Regions from separate parts of the Sus scrofa genome. Here region 1 is linked to region 2. The links are chromatin contacts, called in public Hi-C maps. All regions are on one chromosome and are shown on one strand. The core of a region is the stretch at or near the end of the contact, and the rest is flanking DNA. Distances in the headings are between cores, read along the strand shown.

Region 1 (6,213 bases), core at 3,256-5,755, 51 kb after region 2:
CGGGCACCCGCCCAGGCTGTCTCCCACTCTCTAGAGGAGGGGCTGAGGAGGCCCAGTTCCTGAGGACATCCCCCCCCACCCCCGCACCTCCTGCTTCTTTGCTCTGGCGGTGACTGCCTGGACCCAGGATGCTGCAGATGGGTGGGATGGGCTTCCCAGTAACGCCTGCCCTGCCCACAAAGATGAGCAGCTCCGGGGCAGGAGGAGGGGGACAGGGCGCTGCGGTGGGGACTCTAGGTCACTGTCCCCATCTCCAAGGCCTCTGTGGGGGCTGCCCCTTTGGAGACACCACCCACCTCTGTGCAGCCTCGCTACCACATGAAAAATGCTGATGGTTCCACGACTTGGAGGAACCGGAGGAACCGGGAGACCTGGGCCCACCCGGAGGTTCCCAGGAAAGGGCTCCAGCTCAGATCCTCCCTCCAGGCCGATCCCCCTTCCTGCCACCATCCCTGGGCTTCACGGTCCGGCCGAGGGTCCCCGTCCTTTCGTCCTTTCTCCCCTCCCCTCCCCAGAGGGGCTGCCTGAGGTCCAGGGCGGCTGCCCGCAGGTGAGGGGCCTCCGAGGCGCTGCGGGCCAAGAGCAGGCCTGGATTCCTGACAGCGGAATGGCTTCTGGAGCCTGGCCTGGTCAGCAGGTCAGGATCAGTCAACATTCATCCCGCTTCACACACACACACACACGCACACGCACACGCACACGCACACGGACCAAAACTGCGGAAACACCAAGCTGCCCAGCTTGCGGCAGAGACGAGCTCCCTCAGACTCACGGGCCAGCACAAGCTTTCGGAGCAGCCGTCCGGCTGCAGCTAGGGACTCTCAGAGGAACCTGGTGTGGAGGGAAAGCGCCTAAGGGGTTCTTGGACAAGGGTGTTTGCGGCGGCCGCGGCTGAAGGGAAAGATCTGGAAACGGGGATGTTCACCTGCAGAGGGCACGCCGGGCGCGGGTGAGGCTGCAGGGGTGGAAGGGGTAAGGCCTGCTCAGCTGGGCTCCCAGCCAGGCGTGACTATCCTGGGAGCAGGGCTGTGGCCTGCACAACGCCCAGGGCACCCTGCACCCACTAGAGTCTGCAAAATGGTACAGACTGGGCACCACCCAGAGGTGCTGAGCCCCAGGGATCTAACCCCCCTCAGACTGGCCTGTAGGGCTCCTGACCCCACCCCCAAGTTTCACCAAGGGGGCACAGAGGGAAGGGAGACAGAGACGGCCGGGCATGTGCCCGCCCACAAACCCCACCACCCGTGAGGGTGCCGGGTAACTGTGACTCCAGATGTTCAGCAGCTGTCTTGGCCATTTCCGCCCCTTCTTTGACCCCGCATCCGCCAGGAAGCGTCCCCTCCTGTCCTCAGGCTCCCAGCCACCCCCCACCCTCCCCGCACCCTATTTCCTGAGCAGAGGCGGTTGTGCAAACTCAGCTCCCCTCCCGTGGCGGCTGCAGCTTTCTCAAGGCTGGACACCCTCTGTCGGGGGTTCTGATCCCAGCCCCACCCCTCAGCCTCTGGGACTGGCTTTCTCACTCTCCCTCGGTTCCTTCTTCAAGGTTGGCAGCATACATGGGGCCTCCAGGGAGGCTGAGCAGAAGTGGGGGGTGGTGCTTGGCCTCAGTGGGGGAGGGTGGGAGGCCTGCAGAGCCAAGGCCAGAGGTCACAGAACCCAGCAGGCTCTGGGGTGGGATGCAAGGCTCTGAGGTCGGCCTGGTGGTCCCTGGGGGAGGCCTCCTCCCCCTGAGACCTGAAAACTGGGGACACGGCCCACCTTTACTGAGCACATGGGGGGCACAAGAGGTCACTGCTGCTGCAGCTGGTCCAGCCTGGGGGTTCTTCTGGAGAGGGGACAGCAGCAGGAGGGTGGCCTTCCTGTCACGTGCTTTCCTGTCTCGACAGAGCTGGTGGTTCTGGGGCACTCAGGCTCTGGGGGCTGGGGGCAGGGGCCAGGCCAGACTCAGGGTGAGGACTCCTGGGGGCTAGCGGCTCCAGCGTTCGGGCCTCTGCCCCTCAGAATCCGGTTCTTGCCCCCCGCCCAGCCCCAGCTTCCTGCTCTTCCGGGGGAGCCAAGGGCAGGGCCGGGGTGAAGGGAAGGCTCTATTTGCAAACACAAGCCTCAGAGCCAAGGGAGACGGGAGACAGCCCCCAGGCCCTCTTTCCCTGGGGCATCAAAGCAAAATGTGATGCGTCCAACATGCCAGGTGGACACACACACCCCCCCCCCCCGCGCGCGCCCCGTGTCTGCCTGGCCTCGGGCCGAGGATGCAATGAGGACCTCTGCTCTGCTGTTGGGGTCACTCCTGCTGTCTCACAAAACGAGCCTGGAGCCTCTGGGTCTGTACCCACCTTCCCTGGCCCAGATGAACAGCCTCCCTAAGGGAGTGAGGTTGTAAGGGAGTGAGCCCCGCCCCCAGGGCTCCATCTCCAGCCCTAACCTCAGGCCCAGGCTGGACATTTCAGGAAGACAAATCCTCACCAATCCGCATGGGCAGCTCTGCCCACTCTGATGCCAGGGGGGTTCCCTGTGGGCTCCCTCCTGGGGCAGCTTCCCCCTGCCCCTCATGCCACCCAGGACCCAGTAAAGAGGCGAGGTACTTGCAGCACAGTGGGAGCAGCCGCAGAGCCCTTTCCCAGGCGGCCAGTGGCTCCGCGACCCCCTCTTGGTCCTCAGGACTTGACCAATAATTGGGCAGCCAATCCAGGGGGAAGGCCTGGATTTCAGTGGCTGGAGGGAGTGGGTGCTGGGGGGAGAGTTGCCAGAGTTAGTAAAAAAACACGAGTTCCTGTCGGGGCGCAGTGGAAACGAATCTGACTGGCATCCATGAGGACGCAGGTTCCATCCCTGGCCTCGCTCAGTGGGTTAAGGGTCCGGTGTTGCTGTGAGCTGTGGTGTGGGTCACAGATGCAGCTCTGATCCGGTGTTGCTGTGGCTGCGGTGTAGGGCTACAACACTGATTCAACCCCTAGCCTGGGAACTTCCAAATGCCACAGGTGCGGCCCTAAAAAGACAAAAAGAAAAAAAAATCCTAAAAACAACAAAACGAAAAAAATCTCCCAACAAACCTACAAACAGGATATCCAGTTAGAGCTGAACTTCAGATAAGTAATATTTCAGCATGAGTGTGTCTCATGCAACACTTAGGACATACTTCCACTCAAGAAGTATTGGCTGTTTATTCGAAATTCAGATTTAACTGGCAGTTCTGGATCTTACCTGGGACTGGCGGAGGGGGATATTCCAGCCCTCAGCTCACTCACTCGGCCCATGGACCCCTCCCGCCCAGCAACCGCTGAGGCCAGCAACAGCTCTCCCCTCTGCTCCCCACGCCTGGTGGGGTTGACAGGGCCAGCAGAGTCCCCGACTCAGCTGAACAGGCAGGGTGCCTGGGCAGAGAGGACAGGCTGGGGCCTGGAGGCCCTCCCCAAGGGCTGGAGCCTCTGAGGCAGGCCTCGGGCTCCGGAGGTCTGCCTGGGTTGGCCAGGTCCAGGCAACTGCTCAGTGAGCCCCTAGAGCCCAGCTGGTCCAGGCTCCCTGCATGACTACCTGGCCCCCTCTGCCCTCAGGTGGGCTGGCTGGCCCGCTTAGGTCCTAGAAAAAAAGGGGAACCCACCAGAACCCTCCAGAAAAGAGGAAGGCACAACTTGCAGGGCGGTTTGAGGGGGCCGAAAATGAGGAACACTGGCCAGGCAGGACCCACCTGGAGAAGGTCACCGCCTCTGCTGGCGCGGTAGAAAGAGGACCCAGGGCAGGCGGGGGGGTTTCCAGCCTGCTCGCACCCCTTTCCTGGGAAGGAAGGTGCGGAGGGCAGGGCACAGACAGAGAGCAAACACTGCCTTCCTGCTCCAGCGCAGCCCCCTCCCAGCCTCTGCTGCTCTCTGTGGGATTTCTTGGGCTGCTCCCTGGTACCAGGGAGGCTGGGCAGGGGACCCCTCCTAGCAGCCTCCTCCAGGACCACCCCCCAGCCTCTGCAGACTCTCACACAGCCTGATCCCCAAGGCTGCTTCCTCCTGCCTCTGCTCCATCGCCCACCAGCTTGCTACCTGGGGCAGGAGCAGGGGGCAAGCTGGTTCAGGGTGTATCTTTCCCAGTGAGAGCCAGGCCTCCACCCAGGAAGCGGTCAGGGTGTTGATTTCCGGCCTGTCTGTCCACCTACAGTTCAAGGAGGAGGCTGTTGGAGGCCGCTCCGGTGTAGGTGGGAGGCTGGGCAGCTGGGGAAGCGGGGCCTGGGGCCTGGGGCCTGGGGCCTGGCCCCGGGCCCCACGTTATGTCCTGGGGGCGGGGCCGGGCCGGGCGTCCTCCGCCCTAGGGACCCTTTGTGTGCTCAGCGCAGGGTGGCTCCTCCTCCGCAGCCACAGTGACTCACAAAGCCGGCACGCGCCGGGCAGATGCCGCCTCTCCTGGACCCTGGAAGGCCCAGGTCACAAAGGCCACGAGGGCCAAGCCCTGAGGAGGCATGTCCCGCGGCAGCCCTGCGCGCGCTCGCCCCTGCCGCCGCCCTCCAGGCCGGGCCGGGGCCTCCCGCCGTGAGCCCGGCCGGGCCGCAGGGCGTTAGGGCCCAGGTGGCGCCCGGTGGCCTCGACGCCCATGTGCGTCGTTTGCTTCGTGAAGGCGCTGGTGCACGTGTTCAAAATCTACCTGACCGCCAACTACACCTACAACTTCCGCGACTGGCCGGTGGACTTCCGCTGGGACGACGTGTGCGCCGCCGCCGGGGGTGGCAGCGGTCACGGCGCGCTGACGTGCGCGGCGGCCGCGGCGGGCGTGTGGCTCCTGCGTGGCGCGGCGCTGGGCGGGGATGCGCCCGGGCGACCGTCGCGCGGGGCGCGCAGCCAGGCGCAATGCCTCCTGCAGCAGATCCGCGAGCTGCCCGGCCAGCTGGCCAGCTACGCGCTGGCCCACTCGCTGGGCCGCTGGCTCGTGTACCCCGGCTCCATGTTCCTGATGACACGCGCGCTGCTGCCGCTGCTGCAGCAGGGCCAGGAGCGCCTGGTGGAGCGCTACGGCGGCCGGCGCGCCAAGCTGGTGGCCTGCGATGGCAACGAGATCGACACGATGTTCATGGACCGCCGCCAATGTCCGGGCGGCCAGGGCCGCGGCCTGCGCCTCGTCATCTGCTGCGAAGGCAACGCAGGCTTCTACGAGATGGGCTGCCTCGCGGCACCGCTGGAGGCCGGCTACTCGGTGCTGGGCTGGAACCACCCGGGCTTCGGGGGCAGCACGGGCGCGCCGTTCCCTCAGCATGATGCTAACGCCATGGACGTGGTGGTCAAGTACGCGCTGCACCGCCTGCACTTCCCACCCGCGCACGTGGTGGTCTATGGCTGGTCTATCGGCGGCTTCACAGCCACCTGGGCCACGATGACGTACCCGGAGCTGGGCGCGCTGGTGCTGGACGCCACCTTCGACGACCTCGTGCCACTGGCGCTGAAGGTCATGCCGCACTGCTGGAAGGGGCTGGTGGTGCGCACCGTGCGCGAGCACTTCAACCTCAACGTGGCGGAGCAGCTGTGTCGCTACCCCGGGCCGGTGCTGCTGCTCCGGCGCACGCAGGACGACGTGGTCAGCACCTCGGGCCACCTGCGCCCCCTGCCGTCCGGCGACGTGGAGGGCAACCGCGGCAACGAGCTGCTCCTGCGTCTGCTGCAGCACCGCTACCCCGCCGTGATGGCGCGCGAGGGCCGCGCCGTCGTGACCCGCTGGCTGCGTGCCAGCAGCCTGGCGCAGGAGGCCGCCTTCTACACGCGCCACCACGTGGATGACGAGTGGTGCCTGGCCCTGCTGCGCTCCTACCGCACGCGCTGCCAGGACCGGCAGGAGGACGAGGAGGCCTGGGGGCCCCACGGGCTCGCCTTCCCCTGGCTGGTGGGCCAGGGCCTGAGCCCTCGGCGGCGCCGGCAGCTCGCGCTGTTCCTGGCGCGCAAACACCTCAAGAACGTGGAGGCGACTCACTACAGCCGGCTGGAACCAGAGGACTTCCAGTTGCCCTGGAGGCTGTAGACCTAACTGCGGGTCGGTCTCCCCCCGCCCCCCCACTCCCGCTCCCGCCCCCACTCCAAATCAGTAAAGCTGGCCCTGCCTGGGGATCCCGACCTGGGGTCTAGGGGAGGGTGGGGCAGGACATAGGGACCTGGTGCTCTCCTTAAGTGGGGCGTCCCCTTCCCTTCTTTCTCTTCCCTCCAACACTTGCAGACGTCCCCGTCTGCTCCCAGCTCCTACAGGGAAGGC
Region 2 (5,760 bases), core at 2,954-5,453:
GAATAATGTTCTAAGCTAACTCGCTCCTCCAGCAAAGCCCTTCACCTCAGGGGAACACGGGAACCCACCCCCAGCCCACCAGGCACAGCCCAGTCCCTAGCTCCCAGCGCCAGGGAAGGACTCTGCCCACTTCTCGACCCTCTCAAAAAGAGTGGAAGATTTAGAGTATTAATAACAGCAGGAGATTAAGCATGATAGAAGTAACAAAATACCAAAACCCACCAGGGACCTCAGCAGGGCTGGTCGCGGATATTCTAGAAACAGAGCAGAATTCTACTCCCCAGCCCTCGGCTCCCTGGAAACCGTGAGGGAGCGTGTGGCCACAAGTGCTCGGAGCCCCAGGACACGCGGAGCCTGGGCCACGCGGAGCCTGGGACATGCAGGCCTGGGCCACGCAGAGCCTGGGCCACGTAGAGTCCATATCCCGGGCTCCATGTGTCCAGCGTCCAGCGACCCACTCAGAACAGGCCACCTGACGGGGTCACCACCCACTCCCTGACTCCACCCAGGGGCCCCACCTGCTTCCAGAACGCAGCCTGGGCCTCTGCAGGGGAACAGGGGGACAGCATCTCTCCCTCTGACACCCACATCTGCAGCCAGACGTCCACCTGCTGGCCTTGCCCATCCTGAATCGCAGACACCACGAGCTCCCTGGAACGGGGCCTCTAACGTGACCAGACCTTCACAACCCAGCGGCTTCCGCCGCAGGCGCAGCGTGTGGCCCGGGAGAGAAAGGGACACTCTGCAGCGCGTCTCAGACGCACCTCGCACCGGGCTGCACGTCCTACACTCTTAAATTCCTGACATCTGTGTGAGGGACCTGTTCCCATTGCTCAGACACAAAAAATGAGGCCCCAATGTGTTTCTCAAGCTTGGCCAATGCCAAGCCGCCTTGAGGGGCTCAGCCCTGCCACTGACTTCACAGCCATGTCCTGCGCCCGACCTCACGTCCCACTGGCCTCAGACGCTGGCCCGTGGGAATAAAGAGAACGCCGACGCCGCTCTCCAGCGCCAGTCTGGACTGGCCACAAGCAGTTTTCATCACAACACAGGATATTTCAGCGCTCGCAAAACCAAAGTCGTGAAAATATAGTTTTTAAGTTTAGGGTAACCATGCAACTCACACTTCCCAGACAGCCACAGCGGGGCCGTCGCCTCCAGCAGTGGCCCTCAGGAACCCGCGTGGGCGGACCCCCGCCGTCGCCCAGGCCCCACCAGCCGCACGTGTGGGCTGCAGGGGGCTCGGAAGGGGCCCCTCCACGCCGTCTGCACTCAGTGCCTCCTGTCTTGGGGTGCGTCCCTCAGCCCCAGGAGGGAAGCGGGCCGCACCTGGCTCTCGCTCACACCCACCCACCCAACAGAGCACTCTTCTCCGGACGGCTGGATACATGGGACGGTGACAGGGACCGGCAGAGCCTCTGAGCCGCGGGGCCCGGGCCCTCTCCGGCCAGCCCCTGGGGCTACGACCTCACGTCCTGTCCGGAGAAGGAAGCGGGGGGAAGGCAGTGCCCCCTGGGCGCTCGGCCAGCACCGCTGGGCCTTAGCCACTCCCAGGCTGATCTGCCGCCGGCTTTTGCAAGCGGGGAGCTTAGCTGGAGGCGCTTCAGGAGCAGACACAGCATCCACGTCCTCCGTGAAGACCCCCGTGCCCCCATCACGTCCGGGTGGAAACAGAGGAGGACCTGGCCGCCCTCTGCCTACCCCGACATCGGGCAAAGGCGGGGCGGGGCCCTCAGGGGAGCCCGCTGAGCTGGGGCCTCGCCCTCGGCCTCCCTGACCCGGCTGGGCACTGGGCCGCCTCCCTCCTGGTGCCACAGCCCCACGGGACCGCCTTCTCTGCACCCTGCCGCCCCCTCCGCTCACACCACACCCTGGCCGCGGGCAGCCCCGTCACCCGAGACACGCAGAACCCCAGCAGCCACACACTTACAGGACAGGGAGTGGGTGCCCTGGGGCAGGTACTCCAGCAGCAGGGAGCTGTCCTCCCCGAGCACGTCGGCCTTGAGGGACAGCAGGCTGTTCTTACTCCGGAGCGCTGCCCGCAGGTTGGCCACCGCGGTGGCCTGGGGCAGCACGTCGTCCTTCTCGGGGGTGAGGGGCGGGCCCAGGTAGCTGGCTTCTCCTCCCAGGAGACCCTCGTCCATGTGCGCGAAGAGCTCAGGCCTCTCCCCACGGCTGTCCGAGCTGCCGGCTTCCGCGACGGTCAGGTCCGCGTCTGGGGAGGGAAGCACACGTCAGAGCTCACGGGCCCGAGTTCAGCAGAAGCCGGGGCTGCGGCTTCCTGACCCCAGCTGCTGCGCGTCAGGCCCACCCCGTCCTGCCAGCCCCCGGCCAGGCCCCCGGACAGCAGTGACGTCACAGCCAAGGTGCAGCTCGGGGTCCCCGGGGCTGAGGTAGGAGGTGACGGTGCAGCTGCGTAGCGTCACCTCCCAAAGAAGGGGCGACACTCCACATGGAATAAAATACAAATATTTGCCAGCCGTACACCCGACAGGACATCCTGCCCGGAACACACGAAGGGCCCTCATAGCTGGACAAAAAGCCACAGACCCCAAAGGACTCGGACGATGTCTGTCCAGCCAGCCAAGGCGCGTGGCTCAATGGGGCTGGTCCCCAGGGAAGCCACGCCTGCGGCAGCGCTGGAGCAAAACCTCAGGGGGGCCTGAAAGGTTGGCAAGAGAGCATCCACGCGGCCCAGCTGTTCCACTGGCAGGACACCCAGGTCCACGCTCAGAGCGCCCGTCAGGTGTGGGGCCTGGGCGCCCCCCTCCTGGTGAAGGGGAAACACCGTGGGTCCATCCACGCAGTGGACACAATGGGCCGTAAAGAGAATGGACCCGAGCCCACGACACTGCGGACGCTGCAGATGCTGTGGGATATTCTGGCGAAACGCCCAGCAGAGGGGGGCTGGGGGAGACTGGGGGGACTGGGGGGGGCGGCTGGGGTTGAGGGGGATGCAGAGGTTGCTTCTTTTTTTATCTTTTTGCCTTTTCTTGAGCTGCTCCCGTGGCATATGGAGGTTCCCGGGCTAGGGGTCGAATCGGAGCTGTAGCCACCAGCCTACGCCAGAGCCACAGCAATGCGGGATCCGAGCTGCGTCTGTGACCTAGGCCACAGCTCACGGCAACGCCGGATTGTCCCACGGAGCGAGGCCAGGGACCGAACCCGCAACCTCATGGATACTGGTTGGGGTCCTGACCTGCTGAACCAAATTTTTAATTAAACTATACTAACAATTTAAGCTCAAAAGCATGGATGAGACGTCAAGATCAGCTGAAAGATACCCGCCACACACGCAGTGTGGCTTCTGAAGAAGGATGTGGGGGCCACAGACTAAGAACTGCCGTGAACCAGTCAGATGGTTTCCAGCTACAGAGAAACCGGGGTCCCTGGGGAGGCGCCAGTGAGAGTCAGCCGTGGACACAAAGTCACCAAGAGCCCGGAGGCTCCCGGGTCAACCACCCTGAAAACGCTAGTGGGTGAGCAAGCGGGTCCTCGGGGAGAGGGGACAGCAGGGAAACTGAAGTCGCACCTGGACAACTGCCACGGGAACACTCACGACTCGGAGGAGGTGCCACCGGCTCGCGCGTCCAAGCCGGGCGCCCGTGAGGCTGTCGAGACACCTGCGGTCGGCCAGCAGCTTCACCAGAGCCCTCGTGGGTTCCAGCGCGGCGAGCTGCAGCCCCAGGCTGTGCCTCCCCAGCCCCACGGTCTCTCCACGGGCACCCAGGCCCGAATGCAAGCCCAGTTCTGGGAACAGCACCGCGCCGTCTGCCGATGGAAGGATGACACCATTCAAATGAGACCACGAAGGAACTGGTCTGTCCTGAGGGCGACGAGGGGGGCGGGAGACCCGTGACCATCGCGCCATCGGCTCCACAGTGAGGCCGCCACCGTGTAGGGCGCCCCACGCTGGCCCCGCTGGTTCCTGCACCCCCTCTGGCACCTTCTCCCCAGAACGTATTGCTCCAGTGAGAACGTGAAGAAGTGCCCGGCAGGGAGGGCCCCGGGCCCCCAAGGCCCTGACCTCCCCCAGGGAAGGCGGGGAGCCTGGCCAGGAGCCGGGGTGGAGGCGGCGGAGGCGCCGGGAGAGCGAGAGCAGAGCCCCTCCCAGCTACCGCCTGACTTCAAAGAGAGGGATTCTAGATGCTGGTGTCAAAAACGAACTTCCACCAACAGAACAGGAAGTCGAAAGCAGTATTTACATCGCAACAAATCCTTTCGCAGATAAAGAGTCTGATGTTATGGAGAAACCACAGGACGTGCCCTTACTAGGCGTCTGCTATCGAGAAGCCAAAACCATCCCACGTACGCCAGCCGGAGTCGCAACCCACGCAGTCGTCCTACCCGTTAGCAGAAGCCACGGCACTTTTGCAACCTTCAGTGGCCTTTCCGGCTTAAGCTCAGGGCATTCAGTGCTACTTTCCGGTGGACCCCGGGGAGAGCCCGGAGCGGGGTGCCAGGCTCAGACCTGAGCCTCAGGCTTCCAGCGCAAGCCGCCCTGCCACCGCCCTGCCACCACGTGTGGCAGGATGACCCCAAGTCACTGCAGGAGGGACATTTCCTGAGCGAGGACCCCACCCACCCTACATCTCTCATGCAGCAGCTTTGCCTCTGAATTTGCGCCACACTTAAACTCAGTGACTTGGAGAAAAAGTTACATGGTGATGTTAAAACAATGACCAACCAGGGGCCAGAAGAGGGACGACAGCAGCTGATGTGGGGCTGCTGGACAGTGGGCCCCTCCAGCCGCCCGGCGACGTGGCCGGCACTGCTGGGGCTGGACGGGGGCCTGCCCGGGGCCACAGGAAGGCCGCTCAGGACTCGCTTGCCGGGCCGACCTCTTTGGAATAAACGAGGCAGCAGGGATGAAAAGCAGCAACATCTGGCTGTAAGGGGCCGAGTGCTACACCGTTGGACGGAACCGGGGCGGGGCCCTTCTTCCTCTAAGTGCTACGTTGTAACATTTTGAACACTGGCCTCACTTTTCTGCTTTTTTAACTGAAAAGCAGAAAAGAGATTATAATTAAAATAAGCAGACTTTCCAAACAATTAAACTCAGTGATGCAAGGTGAGTTGCAGAGTGGAATAAACAGATGATGGAAAAGGAAGGGGCTGTGGCAGCCACGAGAGCTGGGGACATGGCAGGGGCCACCCTCACTGAGGGGCCTGGGGACAGCCTGGGTGAAAGCCGACACTTGGTTTCTAAGACCTGCCCAAGTCCCCGCGCCTCATCCTCCTAAAGATGCTCTCAAGAGGCACCGAGATGTCCGCAGACTCCAGGGCCCCGCCCGCTCCGCCCGCCGTCTCGCGTCTCGCGTGCACGGAACAGGTGCTGCGCGTACAGGGATGTGCAAGCAGCAACACAGCGGAAGCTTCTGGACGAGGGAGAAGTGGAAACTGCGGATCGAGGCCGTCTTCCAGGAGACCCCACCCTCCCTGGTTAGAGCTCAAACCCAGCCTCAGTCCTCTCCCCACGGCCCACGGACAGAGCAAAGCAAAGTTCCCCAAACTGACTTTATGTGTCTCAAGTGTATTTATTATTTCTTACGGGTGTTGTGCTTCTTTATCCGAGTGAAAATCAGGTTTCCTCACTTTCTGTAACTATCAGCAAGGCTTCCCATCCTACAAGAAATTCTGTTTCATTAAAATTAGAGGAGTTCCCGGGTGGCGCAGTGAGTTAAACGCCTTGTCACTGCCCCGGCTCCTGTCACTGCCGTGGCGAGAGTTTGGTCTCTGGCCTGGGAGCTTCTGCATGCC

What was found. Hi-C and Micro-C count contacts between places; a contact is called where the count stands out from the background.
Region 1: a contact with region 2 is called in a Hi-C map of retroperitoneal adipose tissue, with 2.2 times the contacts expected there. The contact joins the promoter of ABHD16B here to the enhancer-like site in region 2. A contact is called at or near these places in 1 of 5 promoter capture datasets (liver), 14 of 47 Hi-C or Micro-C datasets (alveolar macrophages, blood, embryonic fibroblasts and 10 more) and 2 of 2 datasets of contacts at active chromatin or transcription factors (alveolar macrophages and skeletal muscle).

The regions. Positions count from the first base shown.
Region 1 is chr17:62,725,490-62,731,702 of Sscrofa11.1, forward strand. It overlaps ABHD16B (protein ABHD16B), which reads left to right and starts at 4,506. Exons shown (of 1, transcript XM_021078034.1): 1 at 4,506-6,213. The coding sequence starts at 4,573. The coding sequence ends at 5,985.
Region 2 is chr17:62,675,183-62,680,942 of Sscrofa11.1, forward strand. It overlaps ZBTB46 (zinc finger and BTB domain-containing protein 46), which reads right to left. Exons shown (of 5, transcript XM_021077467.1): 3 at 1,931-2,215. Among named protein-coding and RNA genes, the nearest start is that of SLC2A4RG, 22 kb to the left of the region's middle. Within about 2 kb of position 4,204, at least 11 of the 83 cell types and tissues checked have an H3K27ac peak or open chromatin away from gene starts, as enhancers often do. A contact at or near this core is called in omental adipose tissue and retroperitoneal adipose tissue, where this site is marked.